4 separate regions of the Mus musculus genome follow, and all the other regions are linked to region 2. The links are chromatin contacts, called in public HiChIP or PLAC-seq and capture Hi-C maps. All regions are on one chromosome and are shown on one strand. Each heading gives the region's core, a stretch centred on a gene start, on an enhancer-like site or on the middle of the called end of the contact. The rest is flanking DNA. Distances are from core to core; before and after follow the strand shown. Region 1 has its middle 18 kb from the start of Tenm4. Region 2 has its middle 38 kb from the start of Gm25684. Region 3 overlaps Tenm4 (teneurin transmembrane protein 4). Region 4 overlaps Tenm4 (teneurin transmembrane protein 4).

What was found. HiChIP or PLAC-seq counts read pairs in DNA pulled down with a chosen protein or histone mark. Capture Hi-C pulls out chosen DNA fragments and counts their contacts.
Region 1: a capture Hi-C map of embryonic stem cells shows a contact between it and region 2, with 7 times the contacts expected there. The contact joins two enhancer-like sites. A contact is called at or near these places in 4 of 484 Hi-C or Micro-C datasets (cerebellum, cerebral cortex, embryonic stem cells and 1 more), 1 of 115 datasets of contacts at active chromatin or transcription factors (embryonic stem cells) and 1 of 9 other capture datasets (embryonic stem cells).
Region 3: an H3K27ac HiChIP or PLAC-seq map of embryonic stem cells shows a contact between it and region 2, with 5 times the contacts expected there. The contact joins two enhancer-like sites. A contact is called at or near these places in 1 of 484 Hi-C or Micro-C datasets (myocytes) and 1 of 115 datasets of contacts at active chromatin or transcription factors (embryonic stem cells).
Region 4: a contact with region 2 is called in an H3K27ac HiChIP or PLAC-seq map of embryonic stem cells, with 3 times the contacts expected there. The contact joins two enhancer-like sites. A contact is called at or near these places in 1 of 39 promoter capture datasets (embryonic stem cells), 19 of 484 Hi-C or Micro-C datasets (cerebellar granule neurons, cerebellum, cerebral cortex and 13 more), 14 of 115 datasets of contacts at active chromatin or transcription factors (SST interneurons, astrocytes, craniofacial prominence and 10 more) and 1 of 9 other capture datasets (embryonic stem cells).

What each region holds. Positions count from the first base shown.
Region 1 is chr7:96,151,451-96,154,818 of GRCm38.p6, reverse strand. No RefSeq gene overlaps it. Among named protein-coding and RNA genes, the nearest start is that of Tenm4, 18 kb to the left of the region's middle. Within about 2 kb of position 1,563, at least 151 of the 459 cell types and tissues checked have an H3K27ac peak or open chromatin away from gene starts, as enhancers often do. A contact at or near this core is called in embryonic stem cells, where this site is marked.
Region 2 is chr7:95,478,977-95,481,942 of GRCm38.p6, reverse strand. No RefSeq gene overlaps it. Among named protein-coding and RNA genes, the nearest start is that of Gm25684, 38 kb to the right of the region's middle. Within about 2 kb of position 1,627, at least 8 of the 459 cell types and tissues checked have an H3K27ac peak or open chromatin away from gene starts, as enhancers often do. A contact at or near this core is called in embryonic stem cells, where this site is marked.
Region 3 is chr7:96,299,738-96,303,126 of GRCm38.p6, reverse strand. The region is part of intron 1 of Tenm4 (teneurin transmembrane protein 4); the gene reads right to left. Among named protein-coding and RNA genes, the nearest start is that of Mir6394, 4.2 kb to the left of the region's middle. Within about 2 kb of position 2,081, at least 22 of the 459 cell types and tissues checked have an H3K27ac peak or open chromatin away from gene starts, as enhancers often do. A contact at or near this core is called in embryonic stem cells, where this site is marked.
Region 4 is chr7:96,203,400-96,206,475 of GRCm38.p6, reverse strand. The region is part of intron 1 of Tenm4 (teneurin transmembrane protein 4); the gene reads right to left. It also overlaps the pseudogene Gm8319. Among named protein-coding and RNA genes, the nearest start is that of Tenm4, 34 kb to the right of the region's middle. Within about 2 kb of position 1,270, at least 13 of the 459 cell types and tissues checked have an H3K27ac peak or open chromatin away from gene starts, as enhancers often do. A contact at or near this core is called in embryonic stem cells, where this site is marked.

The DNA of each region.
Region 1 (3,368 bases), core at 314-2,813, 670 kb before region 2:
TCAGAGAAGGGAAGGGTGTCTCCTAATATAACCTTGGAATCAGGTCTGGAGGGATAGACCCAGTGGGCATCTCTCCAGAATGCTTGTTTTGCAAGCGTGAGGGCCTGGAATTCAGATATCAGCGCCTAAAAAGCAAGGCATGGTCACGCATGTGTCCTCATGGGAGCAGAGAGAAGAGGATTACTGGGGCTTCCCTGGCTAACAGCCTCCTTCAACTCCAGTGAGAGATCCTACCTCAAAGATATAAAGCAAAGAGTGGTAGAACAGGATACCCAATGTCGTTTTCACTGGCTTTGGAACATGCACACAGATGCACACAATTTTAACACACACACACACACACACACACACACACACACACACACACACCTATCTCTGGAAAGTCTGCAAGTGAGACAAAAGTCTTCTTCTATGTCCTGTTTTTGCTCAGGCTTCCTTAGAAAAGTTTATATCTCTGCAAAGGAGCCCCAGGCCCCCTCAACACTGTCTGTTTACAAACAATGGCCTCTGCATGGCGCACCATCTGACAATCTTCTCTGGTCAGAAAACAGAAGGCAGGTTCCCAGCTGCCACTCTTTGTCACATGGGGAGGTTGAGCAAGTGACTGCTTCCCTCCCCAGTCTCCGTTATAAAACAGACACACCCTGGACTCTGAAAAGTCCAGCTACAAAACAAGTCTTTGCACAGAGTAATCTCAACAAATAATAGCATTTTTTTTTTTTTTTTTTTTTTTTGGTCAGTGAAGAAAAGAACAAAGTATGTTCAGCACAGTGTCCCACATACGGTGTGGCTGCAAGGGCCACAAGAGGAAGTCCTTTTTATCATTTCAAGTTGCCTGTAGCAATATGGAATCAGGATTCTTTGAGCAACTGGGGTGAAATTCTCCCTTTGCTTACTGTTAGTTGATGAAACGGGGATCCATTACTTCATCCTTCAAAGACCAGACTCCTCATTCCTAGGTGGACAATGGTACCTGATAGAAGTGTAGTGGTTTAAGGAGAATGCCATTCTCAAAGCTGTTCATCTTCCTGGCATGTTCTATTGGAAACTACCTCTACCTCACCCCCAGCTCTATCAAGATCTGGGTGTTGGTTCTTCTTTTCCTTGAATTTGGCTGTGTTTGTAGGATGCCAATGGTTAGATGAGGGAGTCTATGCCACAGAAAGAGCCTCTAGTGCCTTACTCCAGCCAATAGTTCATATGTGCTGCACAGATATGTGAGTGAAGAAGTTCCTAGCTGTTTTCATACTTTGGTTTTTTTTAGGTATGAAGACCTAAACTTTGAGAAGCAGAGACCAGCCATTTCGCTGCTCTTTCCAATTTCCTGACTTGCAAATTGTTTTAAGCTAGAAAAATCACAACAATATATTATGTAGCAGGATTTTAATAAAACCACAAATACAATAAATAGCAAACAGAAGAAACAGCAGGATCTGTGATTAGAGAAGTTCCTATAATACTCACTACCACAGGCCCGGAAGGCCAAGCAGTTGCCAGAGACTCCACCCCTGAGGGTTATGCCCCGCCTACCACTCTCTCAGCCAATGGGGATTCTCTCAGCCTTCCGTCTCCTCTGGTAGCTGTTAGAGGGGCAGAGGGTGTGGAAGCGTGCTTAAAAGGCTCCTGACTCACAGCTGCGTTTGTGGGTCAGCTTTCTGCCCGCTGGGGACAGGGGAGTGGGTGGTGGAGGTGGGGGTAGGGGCTGGAGATGCCTTGATAGGAGTGGCTGCACCGCCGGTGTGAGGGCAGCTCCTTAATCTCTTTTCTCTGCTGCCTTTACATACTGGCCCGACAGAGGTCAGCATGCTGGACACATTCTTTGTTGCGGTTAAGCCAAGCCCTTAAGGCTTAGAATTGCTTTAAGCCTGATTAACTCCCAAGGAGACAGAAACATTTACATTTAGGGACAAGAGAATAAGATATTTAATCGCCTCTTTAAAACACATGCTTTCCTTGTTACTCAAAGCCAGGCAACTTCCCACCCCCCTTTCTTTTTCTCCAAGGCTGTGCCGATTTCTTTTGTTCTCAAACTAATCTCTCCCCCTCTTTTTTCCTTTTCACTCCTCTTTAATGGTCATCCTTCCTGCCCTTTCTTTACATTTTCTTTTAAAGATTTATTTATGTGTATGAGTTCCTATGTGCCTGGTGCCCACAAAGGTCAGAAGAGGGAGTCAGATCTCCTGAAAGAGGAGTTAAGGATACGTGTGAACCACCATGAGGATGCCAGGAAATGAACCCAGGTTCTCTGCGAGAGCAACAAGCAATCTTAACCTCTGAGCCATCCCTCTAGCTCCCCCTTCTTGCCCTTTCTTAACCAGATTTCTTATTCTCCTCGATCCCTCTTTTGTGTCTCTGTTGTTCCTCTCTGGATGTCTTGCAGCTTTGGGGTCTTCCACTTTCCTGTTCCTTTGCTCCTGAACGTTGAATTGCACACTTGTCTTTGAAGGAGTTATCAGTGTGGTTCCCCAAATATTTACTAACAGAGGAGCTTGAATTCTGGAACCCCTGCTACCGACTTGGCTTATTTCTGACCAGTGGTGGTAGAGGTATCCAGCGATGCGTTTCAAATCCAATGAGCCAAATCACACAGTGGGAGGCTTAGGAGAAGTCACTCTGAGTTTGAGCTTCCTTCACCGATGGTTCCCACTCTGTCTTTTGGTGATAACCTCAGAGCAATGAGCAAGGCTGCCCAAGCCTTTCTCTGAAGGCTTGGCAAAGAGCCTCGAGCTTGGGGTAAAGATCTCACCTCCCACCAGCTGTTAACCAGTCACTTTATCCCTGAGCCCTCTGAGTCCTTTCTTCACCCATAAAATGGCTAGCAGCCATCATCTTGTCTTTCTCATGGGGCTATTATGATGCACATACAAGCTAATGAATGGGAAAGCATTTTTGCAAACTATAACGTGCTGTACAAATTTAAACCCTTTTTATTATTGTTGTTATCATGATCATAATTTTTATGTTGTGCTAATGCTCATCTTACAACTCATCAGTATTAAGAAGCAGCTCTGAGTGGAATGCAATCTTGCTTCCCCCTCATGAGTGAATTTAGGGTGTCCATGGGGATAGATTGCTATTTCAAGGGGCTTCATCAAGTCCCCTGCTTCCTCCCCGCTCTGCTCAGGATAGCTTGCAGATGAGCTGGGAAAGCTGAGTTCATCCTCCAGGCCTGGTTGCACAGCTTTCCAAGGTGTATCACCACCTTTACCCACTCTTGCCTCTATGGCCTCAGTGGTACAGACTAGACTTTCAAGGGTTACCCTCGCTCACCTAGAACACAGATGACCTGTTCTCAGCAGGTCTCTGTCCTGCTCCAGCTTCTGCTATCCTTAGCCTCAGTCTCTTGGGCTCCCCCCTGTGGCGGGTCA
Region 2 (2,966 bases), core at 378-2,877:
TGGAGCAGAGAACGTGGAAATGGCCAAACAATAACAACCCAACTTGAGACCCATTTCAAGAGCAACTTTGTTACACTTCTAGACAGGAGTCTAACATAGTTTTCATCTAGAGGCTCCACCTACCAGCTGACTCAGCAGGATGCAGATACCCACAACCAGTGGATGGAGCTTATAGAATTTTAGGGGAGAATAAGAAGGATTACAGTTCCTAAGGGGATAGGAACTACACGGGAAGACCAATAAAATCAGCTAACCTGGACCCTCCGGGCTCTCAGAGACTGAACCACCAATCAAAGAATATACATGGGGCTGGACTTAGACTTCCCCAAGCATATGTAGCAGATGTGTAGCTTGGGCTTCATGTGGTTCCCGAACCACTGGAGTGGGTGTTATCCCAAGAGCTGCTGCCTGTATCTGAGATATGTTCTTCTAGTTGGGCTGCTTTGTCTGTCCTCAGTAGCAGAGGAAGCACTTAAGCCTCACAGAGACTTGAAGTACCAGGGTAGAAAGATACCTAGGGGTCTCCCACCTGTTCAGAGGAGAAGGGGAAGGGGAGTGGGGAAAGTCTTGTGGGAGGGGTTTACTTGGAGTGGGGTAGTAAGAGGGATGTAAGGTTAATAAGTTAAAATAATTCTTTTGTTTGGTTTCGTTTCTAAACAAGTATTAATTATATAGCCCGGGCTGGACTAGAACTCTAAATGTAACCTGGGCTGGCCCTGAACCTGTGCTCTTCCAGCCTCAGCCTCTTGAGTACTGGGATTATAGACAAGCACTTACTGGATCTTCAAATTCTTACTCACTTTGTTGTCCAAATTGACCTTGAACACTCCCAGCTGCCCCGCAGTCCTCCTGAGAACATGCCAAGTGAATGAAAGAAGGAAGTAGACATGGCTGCTCCTACAGATGCTAAATAGGGACCTCAGCCATTTGTCCAAGGGTTTGAGACTCAACACCAAAGTTCCTGGCCACTCTCATGGTTATTTTGCTGGATGGCTCATCTCACTGCTTGCTCATAGACAATCTTATGTGTTCACCTCTGTGTTCACAGCGCTTGACTGTGACTAGGTATTCAGTGAGTATTGCCTGCCACTAAGCAAGAGCCAGAAGGTTTTGTCTTTAAGATACACATTGAGATGAGGAGACAAATGAAACAAATACAAGTTGGGAGAGGACAGAGAGTGGCAGGACGAGTCTCACCCCACCGGTAACAGAACTCATTAAAAACATAGCCTGCTCCAAGGGCACCTTCCCTCTATAAGAGTGGTCCTGCATCTCTTCTGCTTCCTCACCCAGCCATGGACCAAGAGTGTGCTTGCTCTACAGGGTTCCTCCACAATTTAATGATCTACCTCAGGATCCAGCCTTTCTTCTCCCAATGGCACTTTGCCCTCTGCACCTTCTCCTTTGTTCCCCTGGTCACAATGGATACGACATGGTTACAGAGATGGTTGACTCCTTCATTCCCAGGACGCAGAGGTTATTCCTCTAATTGCAGTGGGCTCTTTCAAGTTCTTACTTATTTTTAATTATGAATGCCGGAAGCTGGCCTGTCACTGGATGACTTTCAGTTCTGAAGAAAGAAACAACGCCTGAGAAACAGGGGAGTAATCAGAATCCTATTTTCATGCAAATTGCCCCATGACAAAGAACGCCAAAGAAACAGAAAAGAGGCTCATTGCTACATTTCCAATGGGTGACACTGCCCTTTGCAAATGTCCAGATCTAATTCTGAAGAGATTTACATAAAATTGCCTCATTATACAATAGTTATGGGGCCTGTAAACATATCAGAAACTCAAACCTTTGCCCATGTTTATGATTTACTTCTGATATGTGATTGGCAGGATGAGCTTTAAACAATAATTTTAGTTTTAAAACAATTCTGCCTCAGGGAATCAACTCTTCAGTTTTCTACCAGGGACACTATCCTTCCTGGGAAGAATTCCTGTAGCAACTCTTTGTGGGAGAGTTTCCTTTATCCACATAGTCTCTGTGGTAGCTACAGGTAGACATGTATCTTATATTTCTTACATTCTTACATTATATTTATAATTCTCATATTTCTTACATTCTCATCAGTAAACACCACAGATTATCTAATAAGCTATTTGAAAGTATTGTTAAATAGCATTAAATTATTATTATTGTTAAAAACCAGTCTTTAATTATTATAACCCTACCAAGTCCCTAAGTGTATTACACCCAACTGCCCATTACTGGAATCTCATTCAGTTTGGGGATTTCCTATGACAGGTGAATTCATCTTCCTAGGTGCAGCCGACTAGGCTCCCTGTTTCCTCTGGCATTCTCACTGTCTGTGAGGAGGTATTCTTTTTTTTTTTTTAAATGGTATGGTGTATGGCAGTATGGTGAAGTGGGAGGGGGTGCCTCAGCAGGCCCATGATGAGGCACCCCAGTAGGTGCCAGCCAGATCACTGATACAGTTTAGAATAGTTTATTTAGAGAGCATGGAAAGGGGAAGGGGGGAGAGAGAGGGAGAGAGAGAGAGAGAGAGAGAGAGAGAGAGAGAGAGAGAGGAGAGGAGAGGAGAGGAGAGGAGAGGAGAGGAGAGGAGAGGAGAGGAGAGGAGAGGAGAGGAGAGGAGAGGAGAGGAGAGGAGAGGAGAGGAGAGGAGAGGAGAGGAGAGGAGAGGAAGGGGGTTAGGGAGAGAAAAGAGTCAGAGAGAAGTTGGGGCCATTCCACTGTTGAGGGGCATCTGGGTTCTTTCCACCTTCTGGCTATTATAAACAAGGCTGCTATGAACATAGTGGAGCATGTGTTCTTCTTACCGGTTGGGACATCTTCTGGATATATGCCCAGGAGAGGTATTGCGGGATCCTCCGGTAGTACTATGTCCAATTTTCTGAGGAACCGCCAGACTGATTTCCAGAGTGGTTGTACAAGCTTGCAATCCCACCAACAATCAACAGAGGAATGGATACAGAAAATGTGGTACATTTACACAA
Region 3 (3,389 bases), core at 832-3,331, 820 kb before region 2:
CTCCCCCCCCCCCCCGCTGAGTACACTCTTCCCTCCCCCTTGAGTACACTCCTCCCTTCCTAGGGCTCATTGAATATGTAATGTGGAACCCTCACATCATTGACGTATGTGTTATTAATTCCCATCTTATAGACTAAGAAGCTGAGATACAGAAAGATTAGGTCAGCTGCTAGGTCCCACAGTTATTAAATAGTAACTGCAACCTAGGGACAGAGTCACAAGACAAGAAAGAGAAATGAAAGCGTGGGCAAAGGCAAAACCTAGGCTAAGTCAATATCAAAAGAGGAAGAAAAAGGGAGGGGCAAGAGATGGGAGGGAGGAGCAAAGGCTGAGACTAAATTACATTGGAGGAAAACTTTGGGGAGGCAGCAATCTGCTACCAGGTTGGGGGGGCGGGTGGGGGTGTGGGATGGAGGTGGGGTGACCTCTTCAGACCTGAGGCAGGCCCACAGGCCACAGTGTGAGGAAGTGACAGGTCAGCAGAGACATTCAGCTGAGCTACAAAAGCCTTCTGCCAGGGTGGCAAAAAAGAAAAAAAATATTAAGCGAGACTTCCTCAGGCTTTAGAAATTGCTGAAATTCAGAGGCCGCAATGGAAGATAAAGTGTCCTACAAAGGGAGCACCGAACGGAATCAATTTCCCCGGGCCGACTTTTATGTCCTATTATAAGAAATTGAAAAATTATTTCTGCGGGAATGTCGCTTTGCCGGTCCACCTCTCCTGAAGATATTGAGGAGGAAAATGGCTTCCAATAAATGGGCATCGGGCTCTGTTCTCCATCACCAGCCTTGATCCTCTGCTCTGAGGCTCAGGAGCTCCCGGAAGTAGAGTCAGGGGATGAGGGTACTGGTGGGTGGGGGGCACTCTTCTGTTAGAGTCTGAGGGGCTGGTCTGGAGAAAGCAATAAAGACAACTGAGAGCGTCAGGGACCCCCAGGTCCTGTTGGCCAGACACACACACACACACACACACACACACACACACACACATACACACTCACACACCCTACCCAGTAGAACATGATACTCTTGAGGATGGCTAGACTGAGCCAGGGTGGAATGTCAGCATTCCTTAAATGGAATGTCACACGGCACAGTGGACTCCCTTTGCAGCTGTCACAGCATACACAGTTGCTTCTTCTGTCACCACATTAAAGCCTTGACACTCATTATCCCACCACTTACAGCCACGGTCCCCTCATCATGACATTCTCACCTGGTCACACCCACTTTCCTTCTGTGTCCTGGCACAGCTGATGTTCTCAAGGTCCTTCTGGATACCAGGAGTGCCTAAAGCCTTCACTACACACACACACACACACACACACACACACACACACACACACACTTCATCTTACTACAGTGTTGCTAGGCAGATCCAGTCCTTCCATTTACAGATGGGAAAGCTCAGAACCTTTGGGTTAACCTGTGATCATCAAAGGAGCATGCAGCTTTAATATCCCATGGTGAGAGGAGCTTTGAGACATTTTGTAGAGGCTGAGCAATGATATAAAGGACAGAATACCTCATGGAGGAGGAAACTGGAGGAATATGGAGTCAAGGCCTCCTGGCCAAAGGCACAGGATGATGTAGGATTTGGGAGCAGGATTGGAAGGATAGGAAGAGATACAGAGAGAGGGAATAGGGAGTGGCTGTGGGTGGCTGGAAAGCAATGGAAATGGGAATCCACAGATGTCTGACCTTTCTCTAAGACCCTTGCATGACTGGTAGTTGCAAGCTTTGGGGCCCCAAGACAAGCATCAAGGCTGGGGACTCTGAGCCCTCACTCCATAACAAGAACCACTTGAAGAACACTTAGATTCCAGTGTGCAGGCTGCACTCCAAGTCACCGAACCCAGTCTCTCTCGGAGCGAGGTTAGTCACAGATCTCTGGGAAATTGCAAATCCCTAAACAGCTGAACAGCTGTGCTCTGGGACCCATCTCCAGGGCCAGAATGCCAGTTTAGAGTCATATGAATTCCACCTCGGGATTATCCTCAGCCCTTCCCATCCTGCTACAACACTTCTCTCCCTGCCTCCCCCCTCTAGCCCTGAAGCACTGTACAAAGTGATCCTTCCCTTCCTGTCCTTGGTCTGACCTGGGCTTTTGGGGTTGTTTGTGCAGTGTCTGAGGATTAGGCTCCACCTGCTTCATTGTCCTTGCCATTCAGAGTGTGTCTCAGTGGTTTGGTGGCTTTACTCTCGGACTCATGAGGCCTTGGCCCTTCTAGCTCCTCACATGAGCATAACTAAAGCTTGCTTCACCGTGACCCGTCTTTAGTGTGAATGCCTACGGACAAGGGAATCATGGATTTTTGCTACTGGCCCCAGATGTAGAGGATCAGTTGACTTAGTCTTTCTTCTCTGTCTGGCTTTGGACACTATGCAATCATGATAGTCAGTTTCTGTAGCAGCTAGCTGAATCAGGCATCCTGTTCTACAGATGAGCATACATAGGCACAGGGAAGAGAAAGGGCACACAGCCTGGGGTTTCATAAATAGAAGTTAGAACTTAGTCCCACACCCATGTCTGCTGACTCCAGAGGTTGAGCTTTGACATGCAGTCAGAGTCTAAGTTTCTCACCTGTAAAATGAGGATATTGGTTTTTTTTAATCAGATAGTTCCTTAGAAACACCAAAACACACCATGTTTACCTATCGATGTGAAGTAGGTAGCTGGGTACTTAGATGTAAGCACTTGATTCAAAGGCCCTTGATTTCTCTTTTGGAAAGGATGCATAAGCCGGGCGGTGGTGGTGCACACCTTTAATCCCAGCACTTGGGAGGCAGAGGCAGGGGATTTCTGAGTTTGAGGCCAGCCTGGTCTACAAAGTGAGTTCCAGGACAGCCAGGGTTACACAAAGAAACCCTGTCTCAAAACAAAACAAAACAAAACAAAACAAAACAAAACAAAACAAAACAAAACGGGTGCATACTAAAATGCATTTGGCTTGAAGAGGTTGCATAGTTACTCTGACAGGAAAAAACAAAACAAAACAAAACAAAACAAAAAAACAAACAGAACGTCATATGTCCCATGTCTGCTTTGATTAGTTCCCACACTATCTGAAAAACTGCTAGTATTATTACCATCACTAATGAACTTTTGTCCTGGTACCCAGGCAAGAAAAAGATGCTGAAGGCCAGTCAACTGGGGCCATTTGGTGAAGGTGAAAAGTAAAGCAAGGCAGCTCCCCAAGGCTGGTACCCTTTGGTGCCATGGCCGGGTCTATAGGGTTGGGTCACTCAGTGGCACAAATCACCAGGTGACACCTTGAGCATCTCACATAGCTCTCAGCTATGCTCACAGACATGCTGTTTTTAGTGTTTTTACTTTTCTGTTGTGGGACATCTCAGCTCCCACGAGGAATTAAACGGGTCTTCAACCA
Region 4 (3,076 bases), core at 21-2,520, 720 kb before region 2:
ATGAATTAACCAGTACCCAGGAGCTCTTGTCTCTAGCTGCATATGTATCAAAAGATGGCCTAGTCCGCCATCACTGGAAAGAGAGGCCCATTGGTCATGCAAACTTTATATGCCCCAGTACAGGGGAATGCCAGGGTCAAAAAGTGGGAGTGGGTGGGTAGGGGAGTGGAGGGGGAGGGTATGGGGGACTTTTGGGATAGGATTGGAAATGTAAATGAGGAAAATACCTAATAAAAATATTTAAAAAAGAAAAAAAAAAGAAAAGTAATATTGGAACAGCCTTCGTTAGAGTATTATGTGTATACTCTCAAATAATATTTTGGTCTAGTTTTCAGTCCGTTAGGATATTGCTATTTTGTAAACAAAATTTAAAACAATTCAAAATTGATAATTATATTTTTGAAATCCTCTAGCAAAAATTAACTAGGGAACAAAAGAAAAGAAATATAAAAATATTGTCAAATTTTTGACTGAGGATGGTGGGGTTATGAGTAATAGACATTTTCTTTCTTTCTTTCTTTCTTTCTTTCTTTCTTTCTTTCTGTCTTTCTTTCTTTCTTTCTCTCTTTCTTCTTTTCTTTCTTTCTGTACTTTCTCTGCCTCGGATACTAATTGTTCCTTGTTTATAAGAACTGTCATAAAAACCACAGACATGGCTGGAAATCTCCACCATCCACTTTGTCCCTTTTCAATGTGCCCTCCCCAATCCCCTGAAGAGCTAAGTGCCTTCCAGGCTTTATCATCCAGAGTGAAATACCAAGGCATTTAACAAATCAGCAGAAATTATCAGCTGGGCTGGTGAGGGGAGAGGGCGATTGTGTGGAGGCAGATGCGTTATTAGAGCCGTTGGAGCTGTATATATTAAAGATATTTGCATTGCCCTTATTGATTCTGTAATATGTTACAAGGAAAGGAAAACATAAAGTGGGGCCAAGAACGTGTGAGTCTTTAAAGGGCAAGTTTTAATTAGGAAACATATTTATTTGAAAAAATAACAACTTCTGTTTGGAGACCAGCAGTTACTACAGAAGGGTTGCTGGATGTGAGAATTCCAGGCAAGGGATCACAGAGGGGGAGCGGCCAATGCTTCATGCCTGCTGTCTGTCTGATACTTTATCAAATGCCAAGCTGGTTTCATAGGATTTAGATACCCACTGATAGGCCCCGGCAGACTTTCACAATTAGAGGGTAAGGAAAGGGTCAGGGCACGCCCCCAGGCTTCAGGCAGCTAAATGTAAGTAGAAAGCTCCCTAGAAAAGCTCCCCATTGAATGCCCACCCTGTTGAGATATTTAGCATAAGAGACTGGATGTTCCTTAACCTGAATAACAATAGCACAGCACCTAAGCAAGCCGACTCCTTCCATCTTTCCCCAACCTCTACATCTGCAATTCTTTCCATTCCTCACCCACCCTGAGGGGGAGCCTGTGAAGGAGAAGGGGGCACCGCCTAGAAATGGTCAGAGCTGAATGCTGAACAGTAGTGAAGGCTGAGGAGAACCGGGAAGGTTCCTGGAAGTCCTTGGGTGTGGCCTGGAGCTTCCCGGATGTATCATCTGTGGGATCCTCTTGCTATCCAAGGAAAGGGCGTGAGAGTACTGAACCCACCCCCACTCCCCCCTGCTGGCTCCGCAGCGTATGGACAGTCGGTGTCAGAAGACACCCCCCCACCCCCGCCCCCACCCCACCCCCGGTTCCTGGCCTTTTCTAGCTCAACCACATTTGTAAAAAGCAAGAGGGGAAGCCATGACTACTCTCTGGCCAGCTGACTCAGTGAATTTCTGTGCTGCCTGCCTATCTAACCCGTGAGCTGTCTTTCGGCCTGATGGAAAGAGAAGCTGGTATTTGGGAATAAATGACAACTTAAACTGTCTGCAAGTAAGGGGAGCACGCCCTAGGATCATCACAAATACTCTTTTAGGGAAATGGTTGGATCTTGTCCTCCACTCTGCTCCTTACGGCCTATCTGGCTTTTACACATCCTTAGCAAAAATTCCTTCACTGAATTAAGAAACGGATGTTAATAGACCCTGCATGGCCTGAACACTTCTGGAAAACAGCAAAGAGGGTTACCTCATTTCAGTTGTAGCTCCAGGCCATGTGATCGACACAGTCACTATTTCCACAACATAGGTGAGAAAACTGAGACACGGGGACGTTAAGCAAGAACTAGCAAAAGGCTATCAGCAAGTCAAGGAACTTGCTGCCAAATCTGGCCACCTGAGACTGAGCCCTGGGTTCCACAAAGAAGCAAACTAACTCTCATACATTGTCATTTGTGCTGGCTAGTGCTATGTCAACTTGATCCAAGCTATAGTCATCTGAGAGAAGGAAGCCTCAACTGAGAAAACACTTCCATAAGATCTGGCTGCAGGCAGGCTGTAAAGCATTTTCTTAATGAATGATTGGTGGGGGAGGGTGGGGCCCGCCCCTTTGTGGGTGGCGCCAGCCTTGGGCTGATGGTTCTGGATTCTGTAAGAAAGCAGGCTGAAGAAGCCATGGGAACCATCAAATAAGTAGCTTTCCTCCATAGCCTCTGCACCAGCTCCGGCCTCCAGATTCCTGCCTTGAGTTTCTGCCCTGACTTCTTCAGTGATGCGCAGTGATGTGTAAGTCTAACAAACTCTTTTCTCCTTAAGGTGCTTTTGGTCATGGCGTGTTTGTCACAGCAATAATAACTCTCACTAAGACATCCTTTGATGTCCACACTAGTATCCTGGCACGTCGTGCATATGCGTGTGATGCACATATAGGCAATAAATACATGTAATTTAAAAATGAAACAGAGAAGTTAAGCAAGTTGCTGAAGGTCCTATTCTAAGAATGTTCTGATAAGACAGCCATTGCAGTACATTGAGCTCCATAGAGACAGCGCCGGGGCAAGCGCGAGCCGGACGGGCACTGGGCGACTCTGTGCCTCGCGGAGGAAAATCAACTAAACATGGGCAAAGGAGATCCTAAGAAGCCGAGAAGCAAAATGTCCTCATATGCATTCTTTGTGCAAACTTGCCGGGAGGAGCACAAGAAGAAGCACCCGGATGCTTCTGTCAACTTCTCAGAGTTCTCCAAGAAGTGCTC